6 separate regions of the Mus musculus genome follow, and all the other regions are linked to region 2. Evidence: chromatin contacts called from public promoter capture Hi-C data. All regions are on one chromosome and are shown on one strand. The core of a region is the stretch at or near the end of the contact, and the rest is flanking DNA. Distances in the headings are between cores, read along the strand shown.

Region 1 (2,796 bases), core at 232-2,731, 1.3 Mb after region 2:
TTCTCCCATGCCAATCTACTTCAAGAGTCCAGAACAGGTCCAAGTATGCCCACACAAGGCACTCACCTGCTTCCCCTTGAAAGGTGCTGTCCCCATCACTGGGCCAGATCTGCCCAGTCTTGCGGACACCCACGATGGTAGCCTCAGACACCACAACCTGGCACTGCCGGTGCCGCTTCTGGCACTGTGGCGTCGGGGGGCTGCTGCTGTCAAAGGACTGCTGCGAATTCTGCGAGGGTGAGCGGCTCTTGTCCCGGAACATGCGGTAGGTGGTGGGGCTTGGTGACACGCGGCTGGACTGGCCAGAGGAAAAGTCCTCCTCGCTGGAGGTGAGGTTCTCGTTGGAGCTGCAGTCCGGCGTGTAGCCACCTCCGCTGTCCTCGAAACTCCGAGGCGAGTAGGACCTGCGAGGCCAGGTTAGGCGTTTCTCCTGCTCTGAAGTGCTCTGGCTTCGCAGGAGAGGGCTCTTGCCCTCCCCTTCCACCATCATGCCTCCGACATAGATGCTCTGGTAGGGTTGGTACTCCAGGGGCGGCCAAGGGGGCCTGTTGCCGCCGTTGGCATTTATTAGGTTGTCCTTCAGGAAGCGGGGATTCAACTCTGCATCCTCATAGTCACCGTCAAGGCCGCAACTGCTTTCCGAGGAGCGCCCACGGTAATGGGGTCTGGGTGCTTCCCCCAGGCCCTGCCCGGCGCTCTGCTGGGACTTCTTGCGCTCCATTTGCATGGCCTGGCTGCCCAGGGAACTGATTCGGTCGGACACCTCTTTGTCGTTGACCTTCACCAGGCCGCGCTCGTGGTGGAACTCGACGTTCACGTAGAAGGGCTTCTCGGCGTCGGCAGAGCCGGGCTGGGCAGGTCCCTTGCGGATCTTCTCGAAGTTGGATCTGAGCGCCGCCACGCTGGTGGGGGGCCCTCGGTCGTCCCGGTCCGCCGATGCAGCAGCCGCTGGCCTGCGGGCGGACGCTGACCGCCCCTTACTCGGTGACCCCTCTCCGTCCGGCCGCGCCTCGGACTCCTCGACGGGCGCCGGGTCTGCGCCGTCGGCGGGCGCGGGCGGCGGGCGCGGGGCGGACGCTCGGGGCTCGGCGGCGCCGTCGGGGGGCTGCGCTGCACGGCGGAAGCCCCAGCGCTGCCGATCGTAGCTCTTCTTCTCCTTGGCCAGCAGCGTCTGCAGGTAGATCATGCGGAAGCGCTCCTGGTTCACCTCCTGCTCCAAGCGCCTAATGGAGGCCTTGCAGCGCTCCAGCTCCTGCTCGATGTCACCCACCGAGCGCAGCTCCATGCGCGGCGGCTCCGAGTCCGGGAACTGCGCCCTCCACGCCTCGGCGAAGCCCACCGAGTCCACCATGGCGCGGCCGGCTCACCTGCGCCGCCGAGCTGCGCGCCCGGAGTCCGGCTCAGCGGCGGCGCGGCGTTCTCACCGGGCCCGGGCTGGGGAGCCCGGTGGCTCCCATGGCCCCGCGGATGCGGCGGCGAACAATGCCCGCCCCCGGGGGCCGCAGGTGAGGTGGGAGGCTCGGCGGCGGCGGCTGGGGGTGGGGGGCGCGCGCGGGCGGGGGGAAGGGCGCGGGGTTGCGCACGCCGCTATTGTGTGCGGGGCTCCGCAGCGCGCGCGGCGGCGGCGGGAGCCGTCCTCCGCAGAGCAGGCCCACCGCCGGCCCACGGCCGCAGCCCCGCGGGCTCCTCGCCTCCGGTTCCCGCGCCGCCCCGCCCCGCTCCGCAGCTTTCCGGGCAGGCGCTCCGCTCGACACGGCCAGCTCTCGCCGCACTCCCGCCCCGGCCCGCACTCAGCGCTGCAGGAAGGGGAGGACCGGGGGGCGGTGGCCGCGGAGCGGCTGACGGGGCTGGGCGCGCCTCTTAAAGGGGCCGCGCCGCGGGAAGAGCGTTGGGTCCTTAAATCGGACCCGGGACGGCTGCTAACCGGTCTGATCCCCTTCTGTACACAGAGGCGCCCCAGACCGGGTGATTCGAAGCGATCCTTTCACCACGGAGACTCTCATGCCTGTTTCCTCTTTTCTGCATCCACCAACCTCGGTGCTGACCGCACCAATGAACACCCAGCAGGGCCCAAACTATTGAGAAATCAACCGGGGCAGGTCAACGGTGCAAGCCAACAGCCCGGGTGCTAGCCAGTGAACCTCTGGTGCTGGAGGTGGGTGATGAAGCTTCACAATGGCCACTCAGTTGTCACCGGACTCCTTACACTGAATGATAACTTAGGAATGTCTCCCCATCTGTTCGGTCAACGTATCTCCCTTCCTGAGTAATGACTTTTGACCTCTGGAGGCCAATGTAGTATTTTCGGGGTCTTTTTCTTTCTGTGAAAGGATCGCACACCTCCTTCTCAGCAACAGAGCTGGTGGAAGACAGGAAATCTTTAATGGCTCCCAACGAAGCTTAGGGATCTGAGGCACTTAGCAGAGATGCTCTCTGCAGGAACTCTCCAGAATACAAAATGAAACCCAGGCCAGCCTGCTGGGTGAGGTGAAAGGCAATAGGATTTGGCAGCTGAAGAACAGCTTCAATTTTGACCACTTCTCCCATCTCCGTGCCTCAGTTTCCCCGAGCTCTGAGATAAAACCAGAACACCTGCTTCCACAACTGTTATTTCCTTGGTTATAAACTGTTATCATGCTTTTCTAGAGAATTAGAGCCCAGCGCCAGCAGCCAGATCAGCAGGGCCTCCCTGACTTAGGCCGGGATTCTCTTTCCGGCCCTGGAACTCGCTTCCATCCAGCCTGTTGTCTGCACCTAGTAGGGTTCAGTTTGTGTTAACGTTGGTAGGGCTGGCGA
Region 2 (3,055 bases), core at 119-2,618:
AACACTTTTTTGTTCCGACGTCAATAAATAAAAATTCAGCTCTTTGAAGGACAAGGACATCATTCCCTTCCTGATTCCTGGCAGCCTAGAGTGAGGGACTGTCAGCTAAGCAGCTCCTTCCCCAGCAACCTGCTGGAATGCCTTCAAGTCTGGCTGTTTTCCGTACTTTACAGTCAATGTGAAAATACTCCAGCAGCAAGCTAATCTACTACAATTGAATCCAGGAGACCTGGTCCAGGAAACCTTGCTCTGGCCACACCCACTCCAGACAGTGCACCCGCCTCGAAAGGCGAAGCCCAGATGCTTTTTTTTTTCTCGACCAGTAAACTTTCGGCAGCTATTATTCATTCAAGAGGACAGGGAACACTTCCTTAGAAGAAACCATTGATCAGAGAAACGTGAGAAGTGTTGACCAGCTTTCATGCAAAGCTTGTGACTGCTTCCTATATAAACCTGTGACCTGCGGAAATAAATAGTCCCTCGTTTGCATACCACACCTCCTGCCTGTATAACCAGATTAGTCAGCTCAAATCAGATGTTTTAAAATCAGTTGGGGACACCTTCCTATGCTGTTCCTTGTGGATGTAATATTAGGCTCACTGAAAGCCTCCAAAATGGTCTTTTTTGTTGCCTACCTGGGATTTTTAATATATGTAGACAGTGGCAAGAGGGTGGCTAATGAGTAGTAGAAATAAAATTGTGTGTGTGTGCGTGTGTGTGTGTGTATATATATGTATGTAAGTATGTATGTATGTATGTATATACATGTTTATACGTATATGTGTATATATACCGCCACTCTGAGAATAGCTCCTTCAAAAATCCCACTAAGGTTTCCAACATGTCAGATCTATGCTTCCATGCCCCAAGGACATCTCAAGGACTGAGACACTGCCAGAGCTCCTTCTTGGTCAATGTCAGAGTGCTTCCAGGGTTATTGTGAAAGGGAATAAGCAAACACACTTTAAGGGCGGCAGAAAACCCGCCAGAGTTAGCTGATACCATAGCAGGAACGCGGACAGAATTAAGCGTGCCAGCAGGGCTCCTGAGGAAGAAGAAGGTGGGGATCCCGGAGGAGGGTCACCTGGGCGACATTGAAGTCCGTTCGGTGGGGTCGCACGTCTCCCGAGGCGCCTCTGTCCAGCTCTCCCGCCCGCCGCTCCTCTCGCACCCCGAAGCGGAGTAAAGCTCCGGGCTGCTCCGGCGTGTCTTATTGGCCAATGGAACCGAGCCTTTAAAGTTGCTGGGCGGGGCCGGCCCGGCGTACCCGCGCAAGCGTTGCCCCGCCCCTCAGCCGCGCACGCGCGTCCCCAGCGCGCTCCCGGAGCCGGAGCCAGCCGCGCTCGCGCCCGTGCCCGCGCCCCTGCGAAGCAGCCCCGGCCGCGCCCCGCCCGCTGCCGGCTGCGGGCGGCCGCTGCGGGTCTGCAGGCCCCGGTTGGGGGAACGCCTGAGCCACCGGCCATGGCCGACCGCGGATGCCCTCTGGAGGCGGCGCCGCTGCCCGCCGAGGTGCTCGAGAGCCTGGCGGAGCTGGAGCTGGAGCTGTCCGAAGGTGAGCCGCGGGTTCCCCCCACCCCCCACCCCGCCAGGGACCCTCGCCCGAGACCCCGCCCAGGGACCTCCGGGAGCGTCACCCCCGGAACCTGCGGGTACCCTCATACGGGATCCCCGCCGGCCTCTCCTCGGCATCCCTGTCTGGGCCGCTCGCCGGAGAGCCCGCCAGCTTCTGCAGACTGGCGGGTGCCCGGCCTCCGAAGGACACCGGGAGGGACTGGCTTGGGAGGTGGGCCTAGGCGCACTCTTGCTGCCCGACCGTCAAGGCCACGGTCCAGGTCCGGGCTTCCAGCGTGTGCCCTGCAGCCTGTCGGCCAGCAGGAAGCCCGGGATGCAGAAGCCGAGCCCCACCCCTGGAACCTCAGACTGCCTCGTGAGCCTCAGTTTCCTCATCTAGAAAACGAAGCAAAAGTACACTTGCGCCTTGTGGATTATGAGGCTGAAGTGCATTAACCTATAAACATGTAAAACGTGTTTAACACTTAAAAGGTTTATTCCTTTACGGAATTTTGATACAATTACACTGGGGGAGGAGGTGGGGGACAGGCAAGGGTCACGGTGCCTGCGTGGGGAGGTCAGAGGTCAGCTTGCACGGAGCTGGGAGCTGGTGCTCTCCTTCCACCTTGTGAGTTCTGGGAATGAACTCAGGTTGTCAGATTAGAGGGCAAGTGCTCGCCGGGCCAACCCGACAGCCCTCTCTAGGTGAGGATTTTTAAAAAGTTAAAAAGTCAAATAAGTGGTTGTTAGAAACAGACTAGGGAAATAATAGAACTCCAGAGATGGGAGTGGCGCCCTCAATTTGGACGCCTGGGAAAAGAGTTCTGTTCTCCATAAACTGACCTCCAACCCTGGTGGAAAAGCATCTGTGCTTGTTAACTCTGCTTTTGAGACTTAAATGCAATTAGAACTTGTTAGAATCCATCACCCCCCCACCCCACCCCATTTAGATTGTTAAGCTTTGCTGTGGTAGGTTTAGTGAGTTTTTGAGAATTCTCTTTTTCTTTTTAAATATATGCATTTCCCCTGCATGTTTGTCTGTATATCTTATGCGTGCCTGGTGTTCCCTGGAGGCCAGAATTGGGTCCTAGATTCATGTTGGTGCTGTGACTTGAACCCAGGTCTTCTGGAAGAACGGCCAGTGCGCTTAACCACTGAGCCATCTCTCCAGCTCCGTTTTGAAAATCCTTGATTCTCTTTGGAGGCGTGGTTGGGAATGATTCTGAGAAAAAAGGTCTATTGTACTGGATTTGATATGACTCCCCAGGGGAAATCGCATAGTTGTAGTTTGGCTTTTGCATATCAAATATGTTGTTGCAGATTGCTCCTCATTACGGCTCCAGAATATCGGTTATTTCAGTTCCGTAGGGTTATATAGCTTTTAATGCTCGCTACGAGTTTACAGTTAATTAAATTATTTCCTCAAAGCAAAAACTTCATAACTTGTGGCAGGACTGAAGTATGTCAGCGATAGAAGTAGCTCTTAAGTTAATCAAATCTACTT
Region 3 (3,068 bases), core at 495-2,994, 1.9 Mb before region 2:
CCCAAGTGTATAGAAACCATCACAACTAGCTTTCCCACCTCCAAAGCTAAGAATGGTATTTGAGGCCAACAGGAGAGAGTCCACCTTCTAGCTATAACAGCCTCTCTGACGTACTCACCAATGTATTTTAAATTGTCTTGATTTATGACTTTTTATGTTCTGCAACTATAAAGCTTCAAGTGCTTCCATGTGGGATCACGAAACCTGGGGTTACCCACTCAGGAGGCCTCAGAGGATTCCTCAAAATCCTTGTCCCCTGGGTGGCGGGCACTCAAATTTGGCTCCGAAGCACACCATCTCTTATTCCATTTGAGGTGAGAGCTTCGTTCTTTGTGCTGACATCTCACAAACGCTTAGCTGGATGGGGTGAAAAACCTTTGGCACGTCCACGGAGGCTTTGGACCCCTATTCTTGCTTTGCTGTGCTCTCTCTAGGCCAGTGGTTCTGAACCTTTCTAATGCTGTGACCCTCCTAAATAAAAAATAAATATTAAGTAAATAAAAATAAAATATTAAATAATGAATAAAAATTAAATAAATAAACTAAAAATTAAATAAATAAAAATAAAAATATTAGAGAAAAATATTAAATAAACAAAATAAATATATTAAAGAAGTAAAAATAAAATTATTACATAAATAAAAATAGTTTGTTACTACTTCATAAACTGTAATTTTGCTACTGTTATGGGTCATAATGTAAATATTTTTTTTGGAGCTAGAGGTTTGCCAAAAGGCTCGGGACCCACAGGTTGAGAACCCCTGTGCCTGGCAGTCTCCACCTGCTTCAACTGCCCTAATCAGTTGCCTGAAAGCCCAAACCAACATGCTCCCCAACAGTCAAGTCATGCTCAGACATTCCATTTGCACACTGAATCCCATTTGCAAAAGCTCCCATAGACCTGCTTTACTTGCGCCGAGTTCAGTTCAAAGCAATATTTGATTTTGCGACATTCACAATACCTAGCGGCTTCAAAGCAGTACCAGCTATAGGTGACCAGTACTGATGAAGGTGGGACATAGGGAGCATTCTGGGAGCCAAGGGAAAGAGTGCTGAAGGCTGACGCAGGTGGAAACGACCTATGTGGTGGTTCATACGAGTAAAACCACCTAATCAACCAATCAAACAAAAACCTCACAAAACCAGAAAGGACAGTGGGAAGCTGGCGTGCCAGCGGGTGCACATGGAGTTGTACGGGGTGGGTGGAACACTTTCGATCTTGCCTCGCTTTGAGTCAGCACACTTGGCAAGTCCGTGTTAACAGGCAAGCAGAGACTCAGCTTGGCACTGCACAGTTGAGCTCGCCCAGATGTAAAAACCGACCCAAGGCATCCTGCAGAAGCCGGAAAGGAGGAAGCTCCCTCGGAGATAACGGGAATTCCGCCAGACGTGACGTGGGGGCACACAGGGTAGAAGCGAGGATGAGGGTAAGGGAGCATCTGCAGGTGCGAAGCCGAGGAGAATCCAGTTTAGACAGGTCTGATGAGACCAAGCAAGGGTCACCAAGCTTGGGCATTGAGAAGGTGGGGTCAAGGAGCTCAGGCACGTGCGCCGCCCTCTGTCCTCTGCAGCTGCCTGAGAACCGAGGCAGAGGCGGCTCCCGCTATTGACAGCTACAGCGGCCCCGCCCTGCACCGCCGGGCGGCCCGGCACGCGGCCTTTTTCGTAGGAGGGCATTCGGCGGCGAGGCCCGCCCCTTTAAGTCGCGCGCCCCGGAAGTGGTCACGCGGCGGCGCCGGGGCCGGAAGTGGACGCGGCCGGCGGCGGCGGGCGGCCGGCTAGGAGCTGCCGGGGGCCGGCGGCGAGGAGGCGCGGGCTCAGCGGGCCCCGCGCTGCCTCGGGTGCCCATGGCGGGCGGGGGGCCGGGCCGGTGACGCCGGACGCCCATGGACGCCCCTGAGGAGCCACAGCCACCGGTGGTCTACACCATGGAGAACAAGCCCATCGTCACCTGTAAGTGCGGCGGGGCGGGCGGGCGGGGGGCGCGGCCGGGCTTGGCAGCTCCCATCTACGCGGACACAGCCGACCTCCGACCTTTCCGCGGGTGACCTCCGACCCGCTGTGCAGCCGACGCCAAGCTTTGGGTCCTGACCTGGGCGGTCTCCGGAGCAGCTCGTTCTGTACTGTCAGTGCTGCTAGGGATCGGGCCGGCCTTCCCCGTGGGTCGGCTCTCCTGCGCGCTGACCGCAGTCCGGTGGGCAGGCCCAGCTCTCCGCAGAGCGCAGGTGCTCTTCCTCTAGTGACTGTCAAGCCGGAGTGGCAGGTGGCCGGCCAGGCTTAGGAAGGAACCCAGCTCTGTCTGGTCCAATCATCCTGTGCTTATAGGCACTTTCCAGAGCTGCTCCACCAGCGAGTTCCCGCTCGGACATCCCCTTCCGCACTTGTTCCTTCTCCCACTGAATGCACACACACACACACACACACACACACACACACTCACACACAAAGATTGGTTTCTCTGCTACAGAAAAAGAAAACCCTCATTTTAAAGCATAATTTCAGAACGGAGTAGTTTTGCAAACTATGGACTCATGGGAAGTGTGGACGGGTTGGTTAACATTTTGACAGCTTTGCGGTGCTGTCTCTCAAAGGACAGGTGTGATACGTGGCTGTTGGCAGTTCAGTATGTGCTTGACCTTATGAATTTACTTTTTTCTAAACAGGAAGCATATTTGCAAAACCTGGTGCTAGGCCCCAGGGTTCCCAAGGTCTCCAGCACACCCTGCTCTGTTTTCTCCTTTGGGCCCTTGGATACATGGGCTCCTCCCAGTTCCTTCCTGTAACCGCATAGACATTTCATATTTAAAGACTTACATCTCTTTATTGCTAGATTAACTTTCTCAGGGATATGGATGTGTCTCCCATAAAGTTGGGAGACTTGCATAGTTCAGCAGTTAGTTGTGTGTGTTTTGTTTTTTTTTTTTTTTCTTCCCAGAATGCTTGGCAACTGAGAGGCTTGCCAAACCTCACCTGCAGGCAGGTGGACCGATGTGGCAGAGCTGGTCTGGAGGCTGCCCCGCCCTGCCCGGGTGCTCCTTGATCCCCTCAGGGAAGTTGCACCCTGTTCA
Region 4 (3,076 bases), core at 35-2,534, 1.1 Mb before region 2:
AAAAGGCTGGAACTTGCTCTCTTGTGGCCAAACCACAGCCATTATGAGAAGCAACGAGAGCTAGCTTACTAACAGTAGGTAACACATGACATAAGGGAGTGAGGTCATCTATGAAGCAGAGATGAACCAAACCAGCTGAACACTGCATAAAAGCTGCTATTCATCAGACTTACAAACCATGACTTTAAGTTACTAAGTTCTGGGGTAGTGTGATACCTAGAAACAGACACATTTGTCCTTGTGCACATACTTGTATGTGAAGCTTGACATCCTGGTAGGTGTTCCAAGAGTGATGATCTCTACTTACTTGCCAACAAGTGCACCCGTAGGCACTGCCTGGTGCCCACCTTTTAGGCAGGCTGAAGAATTCATTGAGTGGCTAGCTGGTCCAAAGGACATGTTTTTGTGATGGAAGCAGATGTGGACCGGCTACAACACTACTCCTGTGGTCAGTTCATGCTTCCGATTCTGGACCTCTCCAGGCCCCGTTCTGGGCATAGCACCCCAGGTTAAGACAATCTGGCGAGGAACCACACAAGTTGTTGACCACATCTTGGATGCTCGACACAGTACTTTACCTACCTGCACTTGTCTTTTACTAGACCTTTTTCTTTTTAAACAAACGTGGAAACAGACAATGCAAGCACAAGACACATCTGGTATGCCTAAGAGGTGGCAGAGCCTGAACTTGACCCTGGGGTCTAGGTTAAAAACCGGCCATCATTTCTAGTGACCACCAGTAGACACCCTGCTTCACAAAATCATGTCCCTGCTCCTCTCCCTACTTATTTTCAAGGTCTACGGAGGTGGGTGTCAGTGGCCAGGGCCAGCTCTCAAAACTGGACGAAGGCCCAGGGACGATTCTTGCGGGATGCCAGGGTACCACGTACGGGGTGTAGTAGGTCTTCAAGCGGCGGTCACAGTCGCACTTCAGTGGCTTCGCTCTGATTTTCCCTGCCCCATTCCCAGATCCCACAGGATCTCTAGGATCCTTGGTCCCACCTGTCCCCTTAGGTCCCATCCGAGGCTCCTGCCCGCGAGTTCGAGAACCCCGCCCCCGTCGATCTTCTCGGTGCGTGTCGGAGGCTCCCTTCCGCTTCGAGTCTCCCTAGCGACGCACGACCTGTTTTGGTTCTAACCGCTAACCCTCGCAGTTCCCGCCGCCGCGAGCGAGTCCGGACGTCGGCTCCGGGCAGGAGGCGCGCACGTCAGCGTGGAGCGCTGGCTCCACCCCTGCAAGCGAGCACGCGCGCGCGGCTGCGGCGGCTGGGGCGGGGCGAGCCGAGGGGGCGGAGCCGCCGGCGCCGAGGCTAGAGGCAGAGGCTGAGGCAGCGGCTGAGGCTGAGGTGGCTGAGGCTGAGGCGGCGGCGAGGGGCTCCTAGCTGGGGCCGCGGGGCTAGCCGAGGCCGCCGCAGCGCCCAGAGCCAGACGCCGGCAGCCCGCGGGCGCAGCGTGAGCGGAGGTAAGGCGGCGGGGACGCGGGCGGCCGCGTTTATGTAAGCGCGGGGCAGGTGGCTGAGGCCGCGCAGCGCCGGCGGCCGCGGACCTGACCACCGACCCCAGACCCTATGGTGCGGGGCCCGGGCCCGCGGCGAGCTGCGGGGTCCCTGGCGCATCCCGGGCGGCGCGCGGAGGGCGGGCCGCGGTCCTCTTGGATGCGCTGCGCTGCAGGAGGAGGCTGCGCCCAGGACGGCTCGTCCGCTCCTGGAGGCGCCGCGTCCGCGTGGGATGCGCTGCGCCGCGGCGAGCCGACCGTGCGCCTCTCGGACAGGAGGTTGTGCCCGCGGAGAGGACCCTGTACTCCAGGGAGGGGACCTGTGCCCATCAGAGAGGAGACTGCGCCCGGGGAGGGGAATGGTGTACCGGGCGGAGGGGACCTGTGCTCCGGGGAGGGGACCCTGTACCCCGGGAAGGGACCTTTACCCAGCACAGGGGACACTGCACACCGGGAGGGGGACCTTGTGCCCTGCAGAAGGAAAGCTGCGTCCGGGGATGGGGACCCTGTATCCTAGAGAGGGGACCTGTGCCCTGCAAAAGGAAAGCTGCGCCCTGAGAAGAGACACCCTGTGTCACTCTGAATCTGTGTCCGGGGATGGGGACCCTGTGCCCTGCAGAAGGGACCATGTGCTTGGTAGAGGAAAGGTTGAGCTCTGTATTCTGCAGAAGGGACCAGTGCCTAGCAGAAGGGAGGCTAAGCTCAGGCTGGGGGGTGGGAACCCTGTGCTCTGAGGAGAGGAAGCTGCACCAGGGGATGGGGACTTTGTGCCCTGCAGAAGGGACCATGTGCTCCGCAGAGGCGAGACGGCGCCCAGAGGAAGGGCACAGGGAGGGAACCCTGTGCCCTGCAGAGTATACTCTGAACTCCGAGGAGGGAGACCCTAACCCTATATCCCACAGAGGGAAAGCTACGCCCAGTGAGAGCATCTTGTGTCCTGCAAAGGAGACACTGCGCTCCCACGGGGTGGACACCGTAACCTAGGTGAGGCAGGCTGCTTTTTTGGTGGTCCATGCCCCTTCCGAGGGCTCAGAGCCCACATGGGCGCCGAGCGCCTGGGAGACGAAGTTCCGAGTACCCAGCGCGAGTACCCAGCGCGTCTGCTGTTTGTGGGAGCCATCTGGGACATTAGGGGTTGGAGGTGAATTTTGACGCGCACACATAGGCAAGAGGAAAATCACTGTGTGGTGTCTGTGTGCAAGGGAAATGTCAGATGGGGCTGTGGACGCTAGACTAGTGGCGCCGGAGTCGCCTTTGGAGGACCAGAAAAGTGTTCCGTTCGGGATTTATGAGGGGGATATCCGCACTGGAGTGTCTGGTTGGAGGTCAGTGTTTTCACCTAGCAGGTTTGGGTTACTTCTGATGAGGGCATCCTTTTTTTTTTTCTTTTTTTGAAAATCATTTATTGTATTCCATTCTGGAAGTATAACGAAAAGAAGCCCGATAGCAAACTTGGTCTTTTTACTGGTAGGTGCGGTAATTAAGATGATCAAACATTAGTTTTTACTGAGAATAGGAATAATGTATTAACCCTCTTTGTTCCTTTGAAAGGAAGCTGCATTTTTCCAAACCTGTTTTTGT
Region 5 (2,700 bases), core at 44-2,543, 1.2 Mb before region 2:
GGCACACGCCTTTAATCCCAGCACTAGGGAGGCAGAGGCAGGCGGATCTCTGAGTTCAAGGCCAGCCTGGTCTACAGAGTGAGTTCCAGGACAGCCAGGGCTACACAGAGACACACTGTCTCGAAAAAACAAACAAAAAAGTTCAAAACCAGCCTGAACCCAGTCTCAAACAACAAAAAAAGGCGAGTTTTGGGATACAGGATACGGTAATGTAAATTTATGCAAATTCCTTGTAAAGACTAGCCGTTTTAAACATCAGCTATCTCCCTATAGAATGTCAAGGAGTAGAATCCTTACACCTAACACGTGGTGGTTGGTAACAGGTGAAGGTTCGTGCCCCCCCCCCTCCCCCCAGTATCGCAGCAGACACCCTTGAGACACTGGGAAGGGTCCTGGGTCTCCACAGGCTCCCCAACACTCTGCCTGGCATAAAGTCCTTACTGGAGAATCTAGCCCCAAGTTCCCCGGGGCGGCCAGGGTCAGCTCCTTTAGTCACCCTCACCAAGGTAGCAGGAGTGAGGCAGTCCCAGACCGGTCCTAGGCATACCTGGGAGCAGATAAGAAACTTAAACAGAGAGACGCGACAACTGGCAAAAGGTCACAAAGAGAAAACACACCGTGACAGGCTAGAGTGTAAAGACACCTTGAGAGAGCCTGAGCTAACAAAAATACTCTCTTGCAGCGCCTCATCAACTCTAGCGAGCGTACAAAGGTCAAAGTTGACCAAGCCTCAGTCTTGGACACAACTTGTCAGCTCCCTGATTCCCCTCAAACAAAAACAGTGCTGGAATGCAGATGGTCCCCGAGATGCTAAGCAGGTGCCGAGGCGTCGGTTCCGACTAGCCGAGTCTTTCGTGCCTCAGGGCACGACGTTAACTTCCAGCAGAGGCTGGCTGCCTTACCCAGCTTCAAGGGAGGGCGTGAGCGCAGAGGCAGCCAAGCCCGCGGGCTGGACTCCGCCCTGGATCCGACCCGGCCGCCCTCCTCCTACTCCTCGGCCCCTAGGCCCACGGGCCTTACCCACTCTCGGAGGTTCCTGCGCGGAGGCTCCGGACAGAAGCAACAGCAGCACGGCACCGAGGAGCATCACCCAGTGCGGCGTCAGCCCAAGGTTAGCAGGCGCCATGGTGAGTGCGTCGTCGGCGGGGACCTCAGGCGACTCAACTCCAACGCCGAGCTAGGATGTTTCCACAGTAAGCGCTCCGCCTCCGTAAGCTAGCCAGACGGGCGGAGCTTGCGAGTGCGCAGCCGCTGGCTCCGCCCCCTGACCTCCGCCCGCCTACGGGCGCAGCTGAGGCTTAGCACGCCTGCGCGCTGCTGGAACTGCGGGGAGGGAGCAATAACCGGAGCGTCAGAGCAGCGCGCGTGCGTAGTAGACTACTAGGCTGGGCAGTGGACAGCGAAGCTTTGCCACTTGCTCTGGAATGGAGCTGCTGGACTCTGAGGCGGGTTCTGAGGCTCAGCTGCTCTGCCTAACACAACTGCTCTGTAGCCGCCAACCCTTGGAAACCTCTGCCAGTCCTGTTAATTCTCTGCCAGAGCCGTATGCGTGTCCAGAGGGCAGGTTTTGTGGATTTACGTTAAAACAGCATCCAAGCTGTCTCGAACTTGTTACTGAAAGGCGTTTAAATCACTGAGGGAATGTGGAGGGTGTAGCTTAGATGGTAGAATTGCTTGCCTGGCAACCAATGCATGCACAAAGCCTCCGAGTTCCATCCTCAGAACCTCACAAATGAGTCGTGATAACACACACCTATCATCTCAGCACTTGGGGGTGGAGCATTGGAAGGATCAGAAGTTCAAGGTCTTCCTTAACCAATGAGACCCTGACTCAAAGAAAACAAAACAAATCCTTATTGATAGTGACTGGGGACGCAAACTTGAAGACACAGGAGCTTTGAGTAAGAGGGTACCTTCCCTGCTTGATTGTGCATGAACCAGAGACCTAGATAGCCAGACACCAAAAAGATCAATGCGGGACTCTGGATCCCAAGTTTCTCGACTCATTAAAGACCCAGACTCCAGTAGGAGTAAGCAAAATAGGATACAAGCTTGAGCCCACCAGCTTTATGTCCATTTGATACAAGCTAGTTATGACTGTAAGTGTTGCAACTCTGAAGGGAAAGGCTTGAAGCGTTCCAGCTCCACTCCTGGTGCTGCGGCAGAAGGTTTTCCCAAAGGAAGTATAACAGTTCTGCTGCAGGAGGGGGTTCCCATGGAAAGTGTCACAGGTCTGCTCTGCAGAGGAAGACTTCTCCAGCCAAAGTGTAACAATTCTGCTTTGCCAGAGGGAGGCTTTCCCCAGTGAAAGCGTTACAGCTTTACTTCGGCCAGGCAGGTTTTCCCCAGCCAAGTTCTGTTCCGGGGAAAATGTTACAGCTCTGCTAGAGAGGCTTCCTGGCAATTGGGAGCCAAGGAATACCACAAAGTCACACGACACATGAGGCACACAAGAGATTTATGGAGAGGGAAAAAAAGCAAACAAACAACAGCAACAACAACAACAAAAACAGGAGGGCAGCTAATTCTGCTAGGGTGAAAAGCAGCAGAGAACGAAGCCAAAGGCAGAGCTTATATAGGATTTCTTGGGGGTGGGGCTTCCCGTGGAGATTTCCAGGATGAGGATTGGTGGGATTTCAATTCCTGAGCTTGGGAGGACTCAGGGTCTTTGTATCACTGAGCTGGTCCAGAGCAAGGGAA
Region 6 (2,703 bases), core at 198-2,697, 1.6 Mb before region 2:
CAGTTAAGTTTGGCCACGACACACCATCAGATCTGTGGATCAGACCTGGGCTGTGGGCTCCACAGTCCCAGCTGCCTGTCATTTCGGGTGGGGTTGGGGTGTCGCCTCCTGAAGCTGAGGAAGGCCATGCAGAGTGCCCCTGTTGATGTCCTTGAGGGAAATCACCACCAGGGACTCCTCTCAAGGCAGAGCTTTGACTCTGTTTTCCTCTGTGCAGGTCTAGCAAGTGACACGGCACTGAGCTGAAGATCACAGTTCTGTAACTTTAGCTATTCTTCTGGGGGAAGGGGCATCCGGAAGAAGATACAATCAAGGCAGAGCTTACATCTGTGAGCTGGCTGCCCCTGGAGAAGAAAAGAAATAGACTTTAATTTGTTGAATGAAAATATTTTAAAAATCCCCAAAGAAATGGCAATTGTCTATAAATCTAAAGATTCTACATTCGGAACAGTAAGGAAGGCTGGTTGCCCAAATAAGGGTGAGGTTGGTTTCTGCCAATACTCCCTGCTTGGTGCATGGGGGTACACAGTTTTCTCCTCTCAGGCTCCCATAGCAGAAAGCTCTTTCCAGTCACACACATAAACAAAGGGATCTTCATAAGAGGCCAAGCTCAAAGGCCGGTCATGCAACTTCTGAAGCAAACTTCACGGGCCTGCAATGTGTGTTGTTTCTGCTTGCACAGAGGAAGCCCTGATGTGCTCGCTGGCTCGACAAAGAAAGGCATTATTGAAAACCCAGGACAGGGAGGACTGTGGCCCCAACACCAGATGTGCCAGGGCAGGGAAAGGCTTTTAATTAACAAAGCTCACTCTTTCCAGTAGCCCACTGACCATTACTAGAAGCAGGGGTCTGCACTTGCTCTGCCACTGCTAAATGCTCTGGCCACAGCATCCCACCCCAGTCCCCAGAGACACCTGTAGCTCTTCCACACGCCAGATACAAACTCCTCCAGAAGCCCGGGGCTTTCAGTATTAGTGTGACTCAGCCATGCAACTTAGAGTGCATCCATATAATAGCATCTAAGGTCTAGGCTGTCACTCATACCAGGTCACCCTCTCCAGCACCGGATCATGACTTTACAACCTCAGTCTCTCCCTGTAGACATGCCACTAAGCACCTCTGTCTTCAGATACCAGACACAGACACAGAGGGTTAGCGAAAAGCCCTCAGCAACACTAGAGGGAAATTCTAGTTATCCTGCGAGGGCCGCACTCCTCTGAAGCACTGGCCTCAGAGTGAGCCTGCAACCTAGCTAGCCTGGGGTAGCAGGCGCTCAGCGCGGCCTCTGCTTCCTCCCGCTCCTGGCCGGCCTCACCAGCAGTTGAGCTTCCGCACGTTGTGCAGCTCCGAAGCCTTGGCTCGGGACAGGACCATCTTTCGTGTCAGCTTCATGGTGGCCACAGGGCCGCGGGCCCGGCCGCCCTCCGCTGTACACTCGGCTAGCGGGAGAGGCCTGCGCAGCGGCGCGTCTCCAGGGGCGGGGCCCGCGTTTCTAGGGGCGGAGCCTGAGGTCCCATTGGCAGTCAGGCGAGAGGGCGGAAGCGCGCCGGCGAAGCGGGACGGCCCGACTTCCGTGATACGCGATTCCGCCCCGCCCCTTTGGCGGCCCGCCGGTCCTGCGCATGCACGAGGCTCCGGGCTTTGCTGCCTGGGGACCGCTGGTCTCTGCATCCCGTGTTTGCGTGCGCGGGAAGGGCGGCCCTTAGGATTCCAGTGTGCAAGAGTCTGAGATGGGCTGGCTTGGGTGAGAAAGGCGCCGGTGTGTGAGGGACTCGGGACGCCTGGCTGGTCTCGGAGACATCGAGGACAGAAAAGGTCGAGTCGGGAAGGGTGACAGAGTCCTCGTAGTGGATGCCAGCAGAAACCCTCCTGGCATGCTTGCTCCGGATCCTAATCCCTGCCATGGCCCTGGTCACCACTGAGCCCTCACCCATTTCTGCTTGACCCCAAATCGGGGATTTGTGTTACATAACAGCTAATCCACAACCAGACGATGACTGACACTTGTAATTGATGCACTCAGAGGCTGAGGCAGGAGGATTGCCTGAGCCAGTTTCTGGCAAGACTGGCTCATACAGACATTATCTCAAAAGACAAAGCCGAGTAGTGGGGGCTTGGGGAGGGACTGAAGAAACAGTTAAGAGCGCTGGCTGCTTTTCCAGGGCACTCATATGGCCGGATCACAACCTTATGTAACTCTAGTTCCAGGGGACTCAATGCCCCTCTTTTGGCCTCCTTGCGCACCAGACAGGTCACTTGGGTTGCACACACATGCAAGCATAACACTCATATGTAGAAAAACAAAACGAACAAAACAAAAACCTTAAAAACAAACAAACAAACAAACAAATAGAAAATAGACGTTATGTTTTTGAAAGTCAGTACTGTGCCTGTGGTTGTCAGTGTGCATTTTAAGTAATCACAAATGAATTTTTGTTTTGTTTTCTTCTGGAGAAAACAGATCTCCAGAAGAAAACAAAACGAAAGATTGTAGGTTGAAATCTTCATATCTTTTTCTATCCTACAGATTACACCGGGACAGGCACTGGGTACTTCAGGCCCTTTAGGTAATAAACTGCCCTTGATGAAGTATTCTAGGGCTCTATTGTCTGTCTGACCACCCTGGTCTGCCTTTACCAAAAACAAGTGAAATGGTTCAGTAGGTAACAGTACTGGACGCACAAACCTAAAAACCATAGTTTG

What was found. Promoter capture Hi-C pulls out the DNA fragments that hold promoters and counts their contacts.
Region 1: a contact with region 2 is called in a promoter capture Hi-C map of pre-B cells, with 4 times the contacts expected there. The contact joins the promoter of Bcr here to the promoter of Dip2a in region 2. A contact is called at or near these places in 3 of 39 promoter capture datasets (liver, neutrophils and pre-B cells).
Region 3: a promoter capture Hi-C map of pre-B cells shows a contact between it and region 2, with 6 times the contacts expected there. The contact joins the promoter of Trappc10 here to the promoter of Dip2a in region 2. A contact is called at or near these places in 3 of 39 promoter capture datasets (liver and pre-B cells).
Region 4: a promoter capture Hi-C map of pre-B cells shows a contact between it and region 2, with 7 times the contacts expected there. The contact joins the promoter of Adarb1 here to the promoter of Dip2a in region 2. A contact is called at or near these places in 7 of 39 promoter capture datasets (the 3T3-L1 cell line, the C10 cell line, cranial neural crest and 4 more), 3 of 484 Hi-C or Micro-C datasets (CD4 T cells and embryonic stem cells) and 1 of 9 other capture datasets (liver).
Region 5: a promoter capture Hi-C map of pre-B cells shows a contact between it and region 2, with 4 times the contacts expected there. The contact joins the promoter of Pttg1ip here to the promoter of Dip2a in region 2. A contact is called at or near these places in 5 of 39 promoter capture datasets (the C10 cell line, cranial neural crest, liver and 2 more) and 3 of 9 other capture datasets (adipose tissue, embryonic stem cells and liver).
Region 6: a contact with region 2 is called in a promoter capture Hi-C map of neural stem cells. The contact joins the promoter of Cfap410 here to the promoter of Dip2a in region 2.

Annotation. Positions count from the first base shown.
Region 1 is chr10:75,059,581-75,062,376 of GRCm38.p6, reverse strand. Bcr (BCR activator of RhoGEF and GTPase) reads right to left here and starts at 1,481. Exons shown (of 23, transcript NM_001081412.2): 1 at 67-1,481. The coding sequence starts at 1,351.
Region 2 is chr10:76,343,604-76,346,658 of GRCm38.p6, reverse strand. It overlaps Dip2a (disco interacting protein 2 homolog A), which reads left to right and starts at 1,368. Exons shown (of 38, transcript NM_001081419.2): 1 at 1,368-1,552. The coding sequence starts at 1,462. Gm40699 (a long non-coding RNA gene) reads right to left here and starts at 1,364. Exons shown (of 2, transcript XR_871838.2): 1 at 1,085-1,364.
Region 3 is chr10:78,243,321-78,246,388 of GRCm38.p6, reverse strand. It overlaps Trappc10 (trafficking protein particle complex 10), which reads left to right and starts at 1,744. Exons shown (of 23, transcript NM_001081055.2): 1 at 1,744-1,953. The coding sequence starts at 1,887.
Region 4 is chr10:77,416,481-77,419,556 of GRCm38.p6, reverse strand. It overlaps Adarb1 (adenosine deaminase, RNA-specific, B1), which reads left to right and starts at 1,284. Exons shown (of 11, transcript NM_001024837.2): 1 at 1,284-1,462. It overlaps Gm17769 (predicted gene, 17769), which reads right to left and starts at 1,181. Exons shown (of 1, transcript NR_027377.1): 1 at 1-1,181.
Region 5 is chr10:77,580,248-77,582,947 of GRCm38.p6, reverse strand. It overlaps Pttg1ip (pituitary tumor-transforming 1 interacting protein), which reads right to left and starts at 1,293. Exons shown (of 6, transcript NM_145925.3): 1 at 1,021-1,293. The coding sequence starts at 1,126.
Region 6 is chr10:77,977,394-77,980,096 of GRCm38.p6, reverse strand. Cfap410 (cilia and flagella associated protein 410) reads right to left here and starts at 1,447. Exons shown (of 7, transcript NM_026431.2): 1 at 1,316-1,447; 2 at 326-344. The coding sequence starts at 1,392.